Regions from separate parts of the Mus musculus genome. Here all the other regions are linked to region 1. The links are chromatin contacts, called in public promoter capture Hi-C maps. All regions are on one chromosome and are shown on one strand. The core of a region is the stretch at or near the end of the contact, and the rest is flanking DNA. Distances in the headings are between cores, read along the strand shown. Region 1 holds the start of Kif16bos (kinesin family member 16B, opposite strand). Region 2 holds the start of Xrn2 (5'-3' exoribonuclease 2). Region 3 holds the start of Kiz (kizuna centrosomal protein). Region 4 holds the start of Ralgapa2 (Ral GTPase activating protein, alpha subunit 2 (catalytic)). Region 5 holds the start of Insm1 (insulinoma-associated 1). Region 6 holds the start of Naa20 (N(alpha)-acetyltransferase 20, NatB catalytic subunit).

Region 1 (2,623 bases), core at 68-2,567:
GGAAAGAACATTCGATCACCTAGAGTTACAGATGGTTGTAAACTGCCCGATGTAGGAGCGGAGAACGGAGTCCCCATCCTCTGCAAAAGCATCAAGTGCTCTTAACTGGCAAGAGTCATCGCTCCAGCCCCAGAATAACTGTTTTACATCCATCATGTAAACGATATGAGATCCAAAACAAAAACCAATGTTTCTGAACAAGAACCACAGTATAGAAAATAAATATAATGAAGTTATGTGTCCTTTTGTTAAATAACAAGTTATAGTATCAGCTTCACAACTGGCCTAATTTCAAAGTCAAAATAAAAAAGGAAGAACAATCTGAGAGAGCTGCAACAGTCCCTAAATATCTGTGATTTCCAGTATCATCAAAATTTCAGATGTTACTACAGCTGCACATTTTATTTTAATTAGAGGAGACTATATAGAGGTAATCCCCCCCCCCCCATACACGTTCAGGAGCTTTAAGAGACTTTATTTGGTGATTCTTCTGAGTAACAGTTCTCCTGGCAGTTGTCCTTACCAAACTGATGCTGTGCTTAGCAGTTAGTCAATGGGGAGCCTCACGCGGGGAGCCTCACACTTGACTTCCGGAGGAAGCTTCTGTGCAGGTTAAGTCCTGGAAGACTTTAAAAAGTCTAAAATTTCTAAAGACAGAAACAAATGAAAGGGGTACCAGAGATTCATTGGAATTTGAGAAGATGAGCAAGCCCTTAAAAACCTTCCTGTTTATTCATTTTTCTTGGTGCAGAGAGTAAATTAATCAAGGGGTGGCTGTTCAGTCATTTCTCTGGCGAGAAACCTCGCTGCTTCTAGTTTAAAATCCGCAGGCTTGCTGTTCGTGTTCCGTGGGCCGCAGCACTTTGTCGGTTGTGTCAAATCGCAAGGTGGTGTTGGAATCAGAGGATTATGTACACGTGTAGGCTGCTGGAAATTATGGATAGAATGGCCTGCATAAGCCCAAACTGGACAAGCAAAACCTCCAGGAACAGGAACTCACATTAACAAGTGATTTGCAGTTGAGTGCAGAATTCGCACACCTGTTCTTGGTTGTCTTGGTTGCTCTCAGCGACTCTACAGCTGGTAGGGTGTTGAAGCCCTGCCCGCCCGAGAGCGCACCCTACACAGTTTGTCCCCAAGCAGCTCCCATATACGGCGGGCTCCGCCCCTGCCCGTGGCTGCCACAGCCGGGTGCAGCCTGGCTGGCGGCTGTGCCTGGACCCGCCCGCTGCTTCTGCTATTGCGCATGCGCCCCATTTTCAACCCTCCGAGTTTTCCCGCCCTTGATTGGCTGACTCTGCGCCCATTTCTAAACTTGTAAGCGCCTTAGTCCAGGCTTTGTAGGACTCCGAACAAAGGGGACGTTCTGATTCTACCCTACCTTGAAGGGTTCTAGGAAAGCTGAGATGAGGACTCCTGGTACTAGTGGACCACACATTGGCCGTCGTATTATTTCACTTAGTCTATTATTAAACCCTTGGAGTTCCAGTTTAGCAGGCGAGGCAGACTGGAAGACTCAAAGCTAGTATTGGAGTTCGAGCCAAAAACCCGGGAGACTTTTTCGGCTCCCCTCAGGGACTTAAGCAGCATCACATCTAAGCTTTCTAGAGACCATTTGAACCGAAGTCATCTGCCCGGGAGTGAAATAATAGCGGGGATATGCTGGTCTTGAGGACAGAATGTTCCATTGTGGTCGTTAGAGACCTCGAGGGTGAGGAGGAGCAAGTCAGTAGGCTTGCTTTATACTCCATCAGCAAGTGCAAAGGCAGGAGATCAGGGTCCAGGAGGAAGGCTGGTCTGTAAGTTTTGAGCGACCCTGACTGGGGCAGGAGGAAGATAGTTGATACTGGAGTTTTTGTGTCCAGCAGGTGACTTACAGGTGAAGGCATAGGGTTAACTGAATGAATTTACAGGGAGATAGCCCGGTAAGAAATCACTGATGCCAGGGGCTTTAGCTCATAAAAAAAAAGGGAAGAATAAGAAGAAGAAGGAGAAGGAGAAGGAGGAGAAGGAGGAGAAGGAGGAGGAGGAGGAGGAGGAGGAGGAGGAGGAGGAGGAGGAGGAGGAGGAGGAGAAGGAGAAGAAGAAGAAGAAGAAGAAGAAGAAGAAGAAGAAGAAGAAGAAGAAGAAGAAGAAGAAGAAGAAGAAGAAGAAGAAGAAGAAAGAAAGAAAGAAAGAAGAAAGCGGGTGTCCTCACTTTTGATCCAATGACTAAAGTTAAATTGCTAAACTGTCCCCAAAATGCAAAAACTCCCTTTAGATATGATTCCAACCAATATAACGACATTTCTATCTGCCTAAAAAAATCCTCGATCCTTTGTTTTCTTGGTACCCTAAATTTTGTGGTTCAGAACACATGCTTAGAACTCTTTGAAGAAACAGAGCAGTCCCTCAGAGTTCTCCACGACCTTTCGCTTCTCAACAAGACAGATGAGTTGACGAGCACGGGCCGTATAAAGTCAGGACCATGTTATTGGTTGCAATGCTCGTTTTCGGTAGTCCATTCCTCGGTTTCCTTGAGAATGCTCTAAATGCAGTGATCGTCCTGGGCCTGACTGGGTTTGACTTTCCGAGTTAGAGACAGCACAGCCGGTTGCCATTGACTTCGAGGTGGGGCTGCGCT
Region 2 (2,623 bases), core at 54-2,553, 4.1 Mb before region 1:
TGTGCCACGCCTTGGCCCGATATACGTTTAAACGAGTTCTCCGTTAAATTACAAATTTTACCGTCAGATTTATGGATTAGCATTAGAAAAACTGGGGTGGTGGTGAATAAATAGCTAATTCCTCTTCTACCCAAAATTAGATAGACCTAAAACCGATAAATCAAACTTAACCATATTAAGAGACACAACCAAAACAGTTCAAAGTGTCTGTTACGAAAAAGTGGCTCTCCCTTTGGAAGACCCCCCCCCCCCAGGAGAACACAATGTTTATAAAGAAATAATGGTTCAGCTTAGCAATTTGTCTTTGGAGAACACAAAAATATACTAGGATTGTCACCAAAACAAAGCTTTTGGTTTCTTCTAAGACAGGAAGTGAGAAAGTAAATAACTTCAGCGGGAGAAATAGGTTCTTGGAGAGAGGCGGTTCTAAAGCCGAAAGTGGGAGGGGACACATGTGCCCGGAACTTTTCCAATCCAGAAATTCTAACTTAGAGTACAAAGTCGAACTCGACAGAATTACGCGAACGACAAAAGCAACACTCACGAATCGGAACGACTTAAAAGTCTGCCTGTAAACTAGCAAACTAACGGAGGCAGGAAGTGAAACACAGCGAGCTGCCCGGCATTCGTACAGCAAAGCCCGCCAGGGAGAAAGAGCGCTCCCCTAGCCTAGTCCTTCGTAACTAGCTGCTGCCCGCGCACGCTTAACTGCAACAAATGGCCAGGCTCGGGTGGAAAACAAGCGATCCAGCCAACGGGAACTCCGGGCTCAAGACAGTGGACCAACCAGCGGTCCCTACCCTGCCAACCTTGCTGCCCGCGCTAGGGGGGCTGACTAGCCTGGGCGCCCTTTGGAGCTCAGTGAGCGGCGCGGAGGGAACAAAGCCGTGGGCGGAGCCTGGGGTGCCCCGCTTCGCAGGCGGGGGAGGAGCCGCCCAAGCCCCCAAAGCCCCCTACTCGCCCTCGCTCCGCCCAGACCGCCTCCGGAACCGCGAACCCGCGAAGCGGCCCGTGAGGCAGCTTGGGGCGGGCGCCCATCCCCGAGGGCCTCGGCCTAGACCTGCCACGCCGGGTCCCCACTCCGGCGTACTGGCCGCCTCCTCACCTTCTCCTCCACGCAGTTGACAATGATGGACGGGTACTTGCGGCTGAGCCAGCGGAAGAACGCCGGGACTCCCATGACCAGCGGGCAGCTCGAAACAGCAGCCGGGCCAGCGGGAGAGTGTAACCAACGAGACTAGCAGGAGCGGCAGCCGCGGGCACCAGCACTTCCTCCCACGTGCGTTCAGCGGCCGGAAGTTACGTCATACCACCACCGCGGGGGATGCAGGGAAAGGAGCTCGGTTAAGTGGAAGTTCATTTAGACTGCCGGAGTGGAGGCCCGGCTGGGCGAGCTGTAGACCTGGCTCGCCGCGTTCTCTGGTAAAGCCTTTGAGAGCCGACTCCTGGCGGATGCCTTCTCCGGCAATCCAGCCAAGAGCGCCGGCCACATTAGGCCCGCAGCCGCAAAGTCCTTGTGTGGCCGAGACTTTGGAAAGGCGTGGCCTATCTTACTTCCTTTCTCACAATCAGTCTTGAGCTGAATAGAAGCATCTACACTCTAGTTTCCATTTCCTGGTTTCTCTCATTTCTATGCTGCTGTGCCTGGCCGAACTATGAAAAAGCATCCTCAAGTGTTTTGCAATTTTTTTTTAAAATCTGCTTTGCATAAGCAACTTTTTAAAAATATGTTTAAGATTTATTTTTAGTTACGCAATGTGTGTATATGTACATGTGGCTTTGTGAACGAGTGCTGGTACCTGTGGAGGCCAGAGGTTTCAAATCCCCTGGAGCTGGAGTTACAAACAGCAGTATTCAGCCTGCTGTGGCTGCCAGCAATCAAACTCTACTTTGGAAAAACAGCATGAACGCTTTACTGCTGAGCCATCTCTCAGCCCAACGAGGTCACTTTAAACAGTTGCAGAGTCTAGCCAAAATTTGCTAATATCACGTTCTAGCATTTATTGAGTACCTGTGATGTGCTTAGGCAAGGAACTAAAGAATTTTCTTATTTAATCACCAGTTGAGCCTTCTGTGCTGGCTGGCCGTGTCATTTGGGTGACTCCAGTGTAAAAAATATTCTCCAAACAGAAAAAGCAGTTTATTAGATTACGTGCATGCAGCAGGCAGGAAAGTAAAAAGCTAAAAGGGGCTTGTTTTGAGGAAGCCTGTTTCTATGTGGGCAGTAACAGCCTGGCCTTGAGGCAGTGATTGTTTGCCTGAGTCAGGCACAGTGTAACAACTCCACCCATCCTGTGGTCTTGCTCTACCGTTTTTGGGGGGGGTTTGGTTTTTTGTTTTTGTAACACAGATAACGGGTTATCAAAGAGCTAAATTGCTTGCTTATTCATACTGCTTGTATTTCACTTTAACCAAGGGTCATTTAATCCTCTGTTCTCAACCAACATGATATTTGTATCCCTTCTTTTCTGGTGGCTTCAAATGTACCCTGTCATATCCCCCATCCCACCTGCAGCATATGAAAGAAGTCTAGAAAGAGGAGGGAGGTATCTGCCCATTTGCTCAAGCTTGAAAGTCTCTTCCCTGAATCCCCCCTAGGCCTGACAAATCACAATCACAAAGG
Region 3 (2,623 bases), core at 91-2,590, 4.0 Mb before region 1:
CCTGGCTGGCTTGTATCCCAGGCTGGCCTTGAACCTGTGGTCCTCCTATTTCTGTCTCTTCAGCATAGACCACCACCAACATACGCCTAAATGGTTAATTTTTTTTTTCTTAAGTGGGAGATTAAGAGATCCCTAGAGTAGGTGAGCAGGACTGTGTCAGAAGGAAAAAAAAAAAAAAAAAACGGATGTAGAAAGAAGATAAAACACGGAAAGAAGAGTTAGGGCCCGTGGGAGTTACTTAACAAGTAATTGGCAAAAATTAAGTCTAGTGTAAGATGCAATTCCTTTGAAAAATCACTTACTTTACCTCACCTGCAATTACTGTTATGATCTTAGAATTGTTACAGCCCTCCTGTTCCTTCTGAATGATTCTGTAACTTTAACACCCACTAAATGTTTTGTTTATCAAAAGATCCAAAAATCTATTTCCTTTCTTGTCAACTAATGAGATTTCTAAGTCCAATTAATTTGGCAGCTAAATAAGTGTTCCAACAACTTATCTTTCCATGTGGTTATTTATAGTCAATTGCTTTGTACTTTTTTCTATTTATGCATTCTTAGATCTAGCTTTTTCCAATGGTTCTCATCTTTCATGTCTTAATCAAAGGCAATCCCAACCCTCGAAGCTGAACCCGTTGAAAATTTCATCCTTTTACTAGAAATTTAGTCAGCCCCAGACACTTCTAAAAGACTACAGCGCGCGCGCAAACACACACACACACACACACACACACACACACACACACACACACACACACACACACACACCATTCCAGCCTGCGTTCCTGGACCTGTCATCTTTGATGCAGTGCGGCTGTCAAAGTAGGATGACAACTTGAAGAGAGAGTGAGGAGGGGGCATGTAGGACTAGAGAGGACTAAAGAAATTCACAAGGTTTGATCAAGACTGGCAGGCAAAAAAACTCCCACTCTCACTTCCGGCCGCATCCGCAGGCTGAGGGACCTGGCTTTGGTTGTCATGAGAGATTACAGTCTCTCTGCGCTTTCAAACAAGGGGCATCCGTGGTAAAGTTGTGCTCCTAACCCCTTCTGGGGCTAGTTGGGGGTCGCAGGCGAGTTCCAACACTAGTGAACCACTGGCGGGAAGTGGGCCGGACACCGTACCCCGATGCTCTCAGTGGCGCCGCTGACTCCCTGCCCCGTCCCGCGGCCGTACCTGTCCCGCAGAGCCTGCTGGAGCTGGCCCACCCTTTCGTAGTAGCTGGGGCTCGCCAAGGGCGCAGAGGTGGCGGAGGCCTGGCGCAGGCCACCACCACCGCCACCGCGCCCTCGCGGCATTGCCACAGGGCAGCTGGCGGGCCAGCGTTGCCCAAGGAGACCGCCCCAACATGCACCGCGGGTAAACAAGGCGCCTAGCGGCCTGAAGAGGGCGGGGCGAAGGGCGGGGCGCCGAGGAGGCGGGGTTAGCCGCGGTGTGGGTCCGGGAGGGGCGAAGACAGAGAGACTGGCAAGGGTGGAGCAGCCCTGGTGGTACAGGGAGAAGACAAGGGAGCTGTGTCACGTTCTCTCTGCTACCGCTGTGTTTCTCTTCCCCTACAGAATCCGTCCTACACGCATTCATTTTATCAGATGCAGTTTCTTATTTACCTTCCTAGAATTTGCAGTGAGAGACCCTGTGACAAGATTGTTTTGATACCAGCACTTAGAAAGCAAAACAAAAAGCTAGAAGAAAACAAAATTTAAGAACCGCAAATATGCCCTTGATCTCAGCACTACGGGCAGAGGCAGTAGGAATTCTGAGTTCGAGGCCAGTCTAATTTACAGAGTGAGTTCCAGGACAACAAAGACAACACAGAGAAACCTAGTCTCAAAACACCAAACCCCACCCCCAAACAAAATAAAACAAACAAACAAAGAAACCAAATATGCCATCCCACGCTGGAATGTTTTTCAATGCTCAGGTTGCCATCAGCCCTTTCAGGGGAGAAAGATTTGGTTTCTAACTAGGTCCTTGTGAATCAAACCGTTTACTTCTGCAGTCAATTCTCCAACAAGGCCCCCAGCCAGACTACATTGGCATAAACCCTATGTCCCACAACTCAGCTGTGACCATACAAAAAGCCTAGGTGCCCCAGAGTGAATTGGGCAGACTATTACAGCAAGACTAACTTAACCTTAGATCAGTTCAGAGGAACTACTGGTTATAAAGGCCCAGAACAGAATCAGTCTTTATTCTTGCCTCCATCAACATGGCAAAAGGCTTCCTGAAGAAAGACAACTGGATTCTAAAACCCACTTGGAATAGGAAATTAAAAAAAAAAAAATGTACACACGTACTTGTAGTCAATGTGGTTCCTTATCCTAGACTTTTAATTTTATGTCTCTTTTCTCAAGTCGGTAGTTTTATTTTCATGCAAAGCATCCCTGACACCAACATTTCTTTAATAGTGTGTCAGGACTCCATGGGGATTGCACCATATCTGAATGGGTTAGGGATAGGGAGCTGTGTGTCAAAAAGTTCAGCAACAGTAAACCGTTCCTGAATGTGTAATGACCAAAACTCAATTGAAAAATCAAGGCATAATAAATCTAAGCTGCTTCTGACGGCATGTGTCCGTGTCTTGTCCCACTATAACATGCTCACTATACACTGCACATGTCCA
Region 4 (2,623 bases), core at 88-2,587, 3.6 Mb before region 1:
GTCTGTGAGATTTCTGCTGTTAGGTGATCTGTCTGTAGTCTGTTTTGTTTTGTTTTGTTTTGTTTTTTTGGCTAAATACTGTTCCTTTGGGTATATCTTAGTCGTAGCCATGCTATTTTGATAACTCTAAAAATAGAATTTACCAGAACGGAGAAGTTTTTGCATGCTGAGTTGAAATGTGTAGGGCTGCTTTATCATCTTTTTTTTTTTTTAACTTAATGAGTTTATTGAGTGCCTGTAGAGATCAAATACCAAGCTTAATACAAGGGTGTGTACATTTCTAGCACTTTCCTCCACTAGAGAAAAAGACTCTTGGATTATGCCTATTTGGATGAAAAACATGTGATTCTAAGGTGCCTCTTTAGGTACTTGCTAATAAAGCCAAAATATCAAACCTTGGGGATCCAGATGATAATAAACAATTATATAGTCAGTTTTCTGGTAAGAAATCATTTGAGCATCTTCTGTCTTAAAGTCTTGCTTCAGTGAATAGGCATCTGGCCTTAAAAAGCATGTTGGCCCGAGAGTCAGGTCCTTCAGGTTCTATTTCTGGTTCTGTTATTGGATTGCTATGAGGCCTTGCATAACCCAGGAGCTCTATCCGCAAAGCAAGAGGCAAGACTGACCTCTGCACTTGAGATTGGGTTCCAGATGCCTTGGGGACTGAGTGGACCTCACTGGACAACAGGCCCACTCTTCTCTGCTACCAAAGCCATTTATTTACTTTAGTGTGAAATTAGAGATCAGATTTTGACATGGCCACACGTGCTTTGTCTTGCTCCTTAGTGTGAATCCAGAAGTAAAAAAAAAAAAAAAAAATCTAGAAATAGTTTTCAAAATTTAAAAGTCCTACAGCTTTTCTTACTTTGTGTGTGTCTGTGAGAGAGTGGGGGGTTGGGAGGGGTAGGTACGCAGGCCAGGCAGTAGAGGGGAGGGAGTGTGAGTTTCAAGGGTGGCATCTAGCACTCTGGAAAGCAGGTCGCTGCGCTTCGTCTTGTGGGGACTACAGTTCCCGGGAGCACTTGCGGCCCATATAGGGGCGGGAGCTCGCGGTCCTGGTCATATGGAAAACACCGCAATCTGATTGGAGGTCACTGCGCAGACTCGAAGCTGGGCGCGCGTCCCCGCGAGGTTCCTAGCCTCAGGCTCCTAGTGCGTGAACAGTCCGGGATGTGCGCGTGCGTCGCGCCGGAGGGCGGACCAGAGGCACCCGTGGGGCGGGGCCGAGGGTTTCGCATCGACACCGCCTTCCTGCCCCGCCCCTGACCGTTCGGCCCGCCCCTCCTTCCTGGAGCCTCCGCTGAGGCTGAGGCGGCGAGGCGGCCGGGAGGGGGGCGGCTTGTGGCCGGAGCGACACGCGCCCGTCGCGACCCTATGCAGTGACTCGTGCGGCGCAGGCGCCTCCTGCCCCGCCGGCGGGGCCCAGGCTTACCGCGGCGGGATGTTCTCCCGAAGGAGCCACGGAGATGTGAAAAAGTCCACGCAGAAGGTGCTGGACCCCAAGAAGGACGTGCTGACCCGCCTGAAGCACCTGCGGGCGCTGCTGGGTGAGGCGTGGGGCGTGGGCTGTGGGTCAGAGCCACCTGCCGGGAGGGCCGGGTCCCACCCGCGGCGTGGGCCTGATGGGGTCTCAGGTCCGAGTGATGTAGAGAGCTGGGAATGGTGCGCAGCCGACCTTTGCTAGCCTAGATCGGGACCCTTGAGGCATTGTTCCTGAAGGCTGTACGTTGGCCCTGGGCGCTGCTCTGTCGTCCCAAGTGTAAACTTAGCCAGGATTCTCTTTTGGGTGCCTAGCCTCGGGTAACCTCTGTGCCTGAGAGCAGGCACAGAGGTGACTATAAGCTGTCCTCTCCAGGAAATAAACCAAGCACAAGTGGGGCGGGCTTGAACACACACACACACACACACACACACACACACACACACACACACACACGCACACGCAGCCCTACCTCTCTGCCACCTCCTCTCTGCCACCTCCCTCTCCCTCTCCCATTCTAAAAATTTAAATTCTTGACAACTTGGGTTAGACCAATAGCTCATGTGGTCCCATCACAGACTTCGTTGAACTACCATCTCTCACTCACTCTCCTTTTAAAATGTTACTATGTTTGAGTGTAAGACTTTAGGTAGGATTGATTTCAGCTGACCCCAGGACAGATTAGATGTCATTTCTTCTCTCCTGCCCTTCTCTCTTTTAAATTTACATTTTTTGGGGGTTGGGGGAGGGAGGATGGAAGGGTCCGGCTGATAGCTGTTTCCTTGGGTCTTTGGTGTGAAGGGGGCTCTGATCAGAGGAAGCTAGGCTTTCTTTGGGTCCAGGGAGGCAGCTTCTCCCTTATCATCAGAGTGACAACCATTACTCCCTTTTGCCTTCCCTATTCATGGCCTGCAGGGTGGAGGTTCTGCAGAGCCCAAGTGGGCCTGGAATTGACTTGTGATGGCTTGAAAGCTCTCCCCTGTGGGTGTGAAGTGTCCACAGGTTATCTGATGCTGGTGATGTGTAGCTTGGCTAGGCTATGCATTAGTTCTATCTTCTGTCTGTCTGGACAGACTTATCTGTATTTGGGGGCCAAGGAAAAGACAGGTTTCTTCTACATATGTATACTGTTGAAACAATAAT
Region 5 (2,623 bases), core at 65-2,564, 3.3 Mb before region 1:
CCGCAGCCTCGCGCGCCTCCGCCCTGGTGGCGGCTTCTGGCTCTGGCGCGCGGGCCGCCGCGGGCACCGGCCGTGGTTTGTGCCAGCGGCGGTGCGAGGCCAGGTTGGCCGGGCAGCTGAAGACCTTGGCGCACTCTGGGCAGCGGTACTCCACGCGCACGATGCGCGAGCACTTGTGCTGCGCCAGCGCGAACGGGTCAGCGTACTCCTCCTTGCACAGCTGGCAGATGAACTCGCCCAGGGGTCGGGTCGCGCCCCCCGCGCGACCCCGCGGCGCCTCCACCGGGCCCTCCTTGATCTTGAGCCCCAGAACCGGCGACGTGGTCACCTCGTCCTCGAAGTGCAGCTTGCGGATGGCCTTCGGCTTTTTGGCGCTCGGGGCCTTGGCTGCCTTGGCGGGCGGCTCTGTAGCGACAGCGGCGGGGGGCGCCGGTCGCTTGCCCGGGGGCCGCAGGGCCGCGGCGGGGGACAGTGGAGGACCGGTCCCAGGACCCCGGGCCGCCTCGGCGCCGGCGGAGAACGCAGTGCCCATCTTGAGCTCGGCGGGAGCGAAGAGCAGCGCGTCTCCGCCGCAGGTGCCGCCGCCGCCGCCGCCAGCGCCGTTGGCGCCGCTGCCTCCCCCTGCGAGCAGCGCGGCGGGCGTGGGGAAGGACTCAGCGGACACCGGCGAGCCCAGGTTGAAGCTGCGCTCGAAGTACTTGTGCTTCTCGTGCTCGCGGCTCACCGGCCGCGTGGGACTGTAGAGAGGCGCCGGGTGCGCAGCCTCGGGGTTGCCGAAGTGCGCGGCCCGCGGGCCTGGCGGGGGTGGCGGCGGCGGGCCTGGCGCGCAGGCGAGCGCGGCGGCGAGCGCAGCATGGGCGCGCTCCGCGAGCGCCGGCGGCGGAGGTGGCGGCAGCGGCCCGGGGCTGGGCACCGGGGGCTCGGCGCGGGCGCCCCCGCAGCCGGGTGACAGCAGCAGCGCCCGGTCACTGTCCTCGCCGCCGCGGACCCGGTAGGACACGGGCGTGGACTTCTTGCTGCGCTTCACCAGAAACCCGCGGGGCATGTTGGCGCGGTGAAAAGGGCGACGCACTGGTTGGGTCCCACCTCCGTGCTCGGCCCTGGCGGCCCTCAGTGACCCCAGCCCATCGCCTGCACGCGGCGGCTTCGGGACTCCCGCAGTGCCCGCGGCTGCTGGCCCGGCTCTGCGCTCCGCACGCGCGTCCCTGTCCCCGGGCCCGGGCGCCGCTCCCTTTTAACGGGGGGAGGGGGCCATTGTTCTCGCCTCCCGCTTCCCCCAGAGCCAATCAGAGCGTCCGCAGCTCCTCCGCCGACGAGGGCGGGAGGGCGACGGAGCGGCAAAAAAGGGGCCGGGACTCGAGGGTCGCCCGGTAGGTGCGGCAGATGTACCTGAGGGCGCGGGGCCCCAGCGCGCGCCCCTCGGCCGCCCCGCCCCGCCCCGCCCCGCCGCGCCCGGCGCCGCCGCCCCGCCTGGCCCAGGCACACGCCCGGCCCCGCCTCCCTTCACGGTCTGCTGCTCCTCTATGGGGAGGCGCACGTGCCTGGGCTTTGTGTGTCTCCTCCGGGGGGCGCGGAGCCGCCAAATGGGCCCGTCCATCAGCACGACAATGTGCGCCCCCCTCCCGCGCGAGGATTACCCGCGGGTCGCGAGCTAAATAGCAACAAAGGAGAAGAATGGCCCCAAATATGTCAGGAGGGTTCAATCCGCGAGCCGGAGCCCAGGGGGAAATTGGGCGCGCTGATGGGGTGGGGGCAGGGGCGACCCGAGGGCCGCGGCTGCTGCGGGAGAAGGGCGCGGGAGCTCCGCGCGTCGTATGGAAAATCATCGGCAAGGGGAACGCGCAACTCAACTCCGGACAGCCAGTGGCCCGACCGTGCTCTGGCCGCGGGAACCCGGGCTTCAGAGAGTAAACACGTTGAGCCAGCGGGCTTCGGCGGAGCGCCGGGTCTGGGCTCACGGGCTCAACCTGCCGGCGGGCCTCGAAAGCTTCTCTCGAGTTGGAGAAACTGTTGGCATAGCACGTTTTCGATCGCCCTCGGATGCGAGGCTGCATCCCTGGCCTGCTGGCTGGCTTCCAAAAGGAACTTGAATATCTGAAGTTACGTTCCTTTCCCTAATATGCCTGAAGCCGGAGGATTGGCATCTTTGCCAGGGTCGGACCCAGGCTTCAGGAGCCTCCTCGCTGTCCAGGGCGTAGGCAACGCCTGTGGAGTTGACCCAAGTGGGCCACGCACGGTGAAGTTGGTTTTCACCCTCTGCGCAGCCTCATGCATTTTCATTCTGAGCGGGCATTTTGTCTGTGGGTTGACATCAGATGCTAAATCAAGGGCTCCAATCAAGGCGCTGCGGAATAAAGCAACCGCCTGTCTGGGCGCGGGGGCCCCCCCCCCCCGGAGTCGTGCCCCCTTCACCTTTGTGAAGGAAATTAACCTCCCGCTATTGAGCGCGGGTCGCGGCCAATCTGGACGCAAAAGAGACGCGTGCTGCCGGGGGTGTGGGGAGGTGGGGGTGGCCAATCTGTCCTCAGAGGGAGCCTGCAGCCTGAGAGGACCAGCCGCTTCCTCCCGTGCCACTGGCAAGAGACAACAACGAAGGACACCCCTGGTACACACACGCCACACT
Region 6 (2,623 bases), core at 32-2,531, 3.0 Mb before region 1:
ACAACCACCAGGGCCAGTCTCCACCTACTCCACGTCAGGGTTCTGTGTGTGCAATCCCTTCCCTCACCCAGAAACTGAGGACATCAGCACATGACAGAATTTGTGAAGATTTAAGGGCCTATTATTACATGAGCGCCTGCCACAAGTACTAAAATGCACAGAGGATTCAACACAAGCGGGACCTAACCGAAATCTCACAAGATCGGATCTGAACCAATTAAACACGATAATTAAACCTGGCTTCACCTGAAGCAAAGGCCTACCCTGCTTCACACTCCATTTTCCTGCAGCCTTCTCCAGAGTTTCCTCCTTGCCAAATTTCCTTCATCAAGGTTCATCCCCTCTTTGAAATGTCCATCATCCCAGAGTTTCTTCCCTTCTGTTACCTAAACCTTCCGGTCCATACTTCTTACTACGTTATATCAAGCAAATAACCGAGGTCATGTGTCTACAGGAGTTCGCGGTGAAATGCTGAGCTTTTTAAATGGTCATAATTTGGATTCCAAACTAAATTTTTTTTTCTTTTTAAAAAGCGAGAAGGGGAGAACGGCAAATCACGGGTTTTTAAATTTTGGACTGAAAAGAAACCACACAGCACCGGGGAGTCTTCAGTACATTGGATCCCCAACCAAAAAAAAAAAAATGTAGTCTAGCTGGGTGTGGTGGGGCATGCCTTTAATCCCAGCACTAGTAAGACAGGAAGACATATCTGTGAGGTTTAGGCCAGCCTCGTCTACAGAGAGTTCCTGGAGCCCAGGGATACGAAATGAACCCTGTCTTTTTTTTTTTTTTTTTTTTTTTTTTAAGAGAAAAAGAAAAAAACCCAAGGCAGTCTACTTTGGGCGCTCCGCTACTGTAACTACCAAGCACAAACCACAACTTGCTGAGAGGGCCCGGAGCATCGCAAGGTTACTTCACTGGGATACAATTTAACCAGGACCGCGCTCCTTCCCCGCCCTCCCTCCGCAGTGAGGCCGCCTCAGGGAGCGGGCGCGGGGTGTCCAGCCCGGCTCCGCATCATCCCGGGCGCACCGGGAGCGCCGCGCCTCGGCCAAGGTCACCGGTCAGCGCGCCCGCGCAGCGTCCACCCGGCCCACGGCCCCGCGAGGCTGACCCCGTCCCGCGCCGCGAAGACAGAGGCCGGCCGTGCCTCACTCACATGTTGTTGAAGCGGAACAGGTCGTCGCAGGTGAAGGCCCGGAGCGTGGTCATTGCGCCGCCGCCAGCCTCCAACCCGCTCGGCGCGACCCCGCGCCCGCACTACCGGAAGTACTCGCGCCCGCGGCCGCCATGGGGTGGGACAAAGAACTACTTCCGGACCAGAGGTTGCTGGGCAACAAGAGTAGCGTCGTAGCTCTCTCTGGCGGCTGAAATCAGCAATTGCCTTAATGATCCGCGCCCCGCAGACCCTTTCCAAAAAGTAGGCAGAGTAGTAACAAGGAGAAAGAAGCTGGAGTCAGAGAGCCAAATCGTAAAAGCAAGCTTCAAAACTACAAAGATGCTTCACAGGGTGAGTTAGGAAGTGATCCCTAAAAGGATGGCTCAGGGCCTCTTCTCTCAACCACTGTCATGAACCAGGGATGTGACCTTAAATTTTCTAGCACATTAAAATTATTTAGAAGAAAGGAAGGAAAGAAGGAAGGAAAGGAGGGAGAGAGGGAGGGAGAGAAAGAGAGAGAGAGGAAGAAAAAGAAAGGAAGGAAGGAAGAACAGAAAGAAAGAAAGAAAGAAAGAAAGAGAGAGAGAGAGAGAGAGAGAGAAAGAGAAAGAAAGAAAGAAAGAAAGAAAGAAAGAAAGAAAGAAAGATTATCTGTATAAAAAATGTGAATATCTTATCTTATTTTGGCAATAAGACTTTGAAATCTGGTCCATATATTTGCAGTTTATTTTAATCCGAGAGAAAAATGATCAGAACTATTTGTTTTCGATGCTGATTTTAATAAATGTGTGATTAAAGAGCAGATCAAGCCAGGAATAGTGCCTTACACCTGTAATCCCAGTAGTAAGGAGACAGAGACAAGAGGCTGTTAGTGAGCCTCGAAAACCCTGGTCTATATAGTGAGTTCCAGGCCAGTCAAGGACACATAGTGTGACCGTCTCAAATACATGCATACAAGATGATAGAGCTATCAAAGTAATCCAAACATGTTTCCAAATAACCAAATGAAACATTATCTCATGTCTAAGTTGAAAGTTAACCATTAGGAATTACATTCTTTCATCTGGCCTGCTACATTTTAAGCACCAGCCCAGCGTCTCCACGGCATAGACCCAGTGACTGAGGAGACTATGTACTGTCGGGCTGTGAAGCTGCCTTCCCCTCTTCTCCTTACCAGCAGTTGGGGTGGTCCTGGAGAACATGCTGCTGAGCTCAAACCAATCCAACTCAGCGAGATGCCTACATTACAGCAGACTCACATCCCCAACTCCTTTGGGACTCAGTTGCTCCGCAGGTGTCTTGGGAATTCCTTGGCCAAACCTGAGGGCCAGGTGTGGTGGAGAAGAAAGCAAATGGTTGAAAGAGCAGGTAGTCCCAGTGGCTCCTCGCCAAGCTTTGTCTCTAAGCCTGATGAAGTAAATTATACAATGAATAATTGTAAACATGGGTATGACAGGCCCGAAA

What was found. Promoter capture Hi-C pulls out the DNA fragments that hold promoters and counts their contacts.
Region 2: a contact with region 1 is called in a promoter capture Hi-C map of pre-B cells. The contact joins the promoter of Xrn2 here to the promoter of Kif16bos in region 1.
Region 3: a promoter capture Hi-C map of pre-B cells shows a contact between it and region 1. The contact joins the promoter of Kiz here to the promoter of Kif16bos in region 1. A contact is called at or near these places in 1 of 39 promoter capture datasets (pre-B cells) and 1 of 484 Hi-C or Micro-C datasets (CD4 T cells).
Region 4: a contact with region 1 is called in a promoter capture Hi-C map of pre-B cells. The contact joins the promoter of Ralgapa2 here to the promoter of Kif16bos in region 1. A contact is called at or near these places in 1 of 39 promoter capture datasets (pre-B cells) and 1 of 484 Hi-C or Micro-C datasets (CD8 T cells).
Region 5: a promoter capture Hi-C map of pre-B cells shows a contact between it and region 1, with 6 times the contacts expected there. The contact joins the promoter of Insm1 here to the promoter of Kif16bos in region 1. A contact is called at or near these places in 1 of 39 promoter capture datasets (pre-B cells) and 1 of 484 Hi-C or Micro-C datasets (embryonic stem cells).
Region 6: a promoter capture Hi-C map of pre-B cells shows a contact between it and region 1, with 4 times the contacts expected there. The contact joins the promoter of Naa20 here to the promoter of Kif16bos in region 1. A contact is called at or near these places in 2 of 39 promoter capture datasets (liver and pre-B cells) and 1 of 9 other capture datasets (liver).

The regions. Positions count from the first base shown.
Region 1 is chr2:142,901,659-142,904,281 of GRCm38.p6, reverse strand. Kif16bos (kinesin family member 16B, opposite strand) reads right to left here and starts at 1,317. Exons shown (of 2, transcript NR_131921.1): 1 at 1,041-1,317; 2 at 710-927.
Region 2 is chr2:147,011,679-147,014,301 of GRCm38.p6, reverse strand. Xrn2 (5'-3' exoribonuclease 2) reads right to left here and starts at 1,303. Exons shown (of 30, transcript NM_011917.3): 1 at 1,106-1,303. The coding sequence starts at 1,180.
Region 3 is chr2:146,854,597-146,857,219 of GRCm38.p6, reverse strand. Kiz (kizuna centrosomal protein) reads right to left here and starts at 1,340. Exons shown (of 14, transcript NM_001033298.4): 1 at 1,177-1,340. The coding sequence starts at 1,298.
Region 4 is chr2:146,510,718-146,513,340 of GRCm38.p6, reverse strand. It overlaps Ralgapa2 (Ral GTPase activating protein, alpha subunit 2 (catalytic)), which reads left to right and starts at 1,337. Exons shown (of 41, transcript NM_001033348.3): 1 at 1,337-1,547. The coding sequence starts at 1,442.
Region 5 is chr2:146,220,688-146,223,310 of GRCm38.p6, reverse strand. Insm1 (insulinoma-associated 1) reads right to left here and starts at 1,314. Exons shown (of 1, transcript NM_016889.3): 1 at 1-1,314. The coding sequence starts at 1,045.
Region 6 is chr2:145,901,899-145,904,521 of GRCm38.p6, reverse strand. Naa20 (N(alpha)-acetyltransferase 20, NatB catalytic subunit) reads right to left here and starts at 1,281. Exons shown (of 6, transcript NM_001141965.1): 1 at 1,160-1,281. The coding sequence starts at 1,212.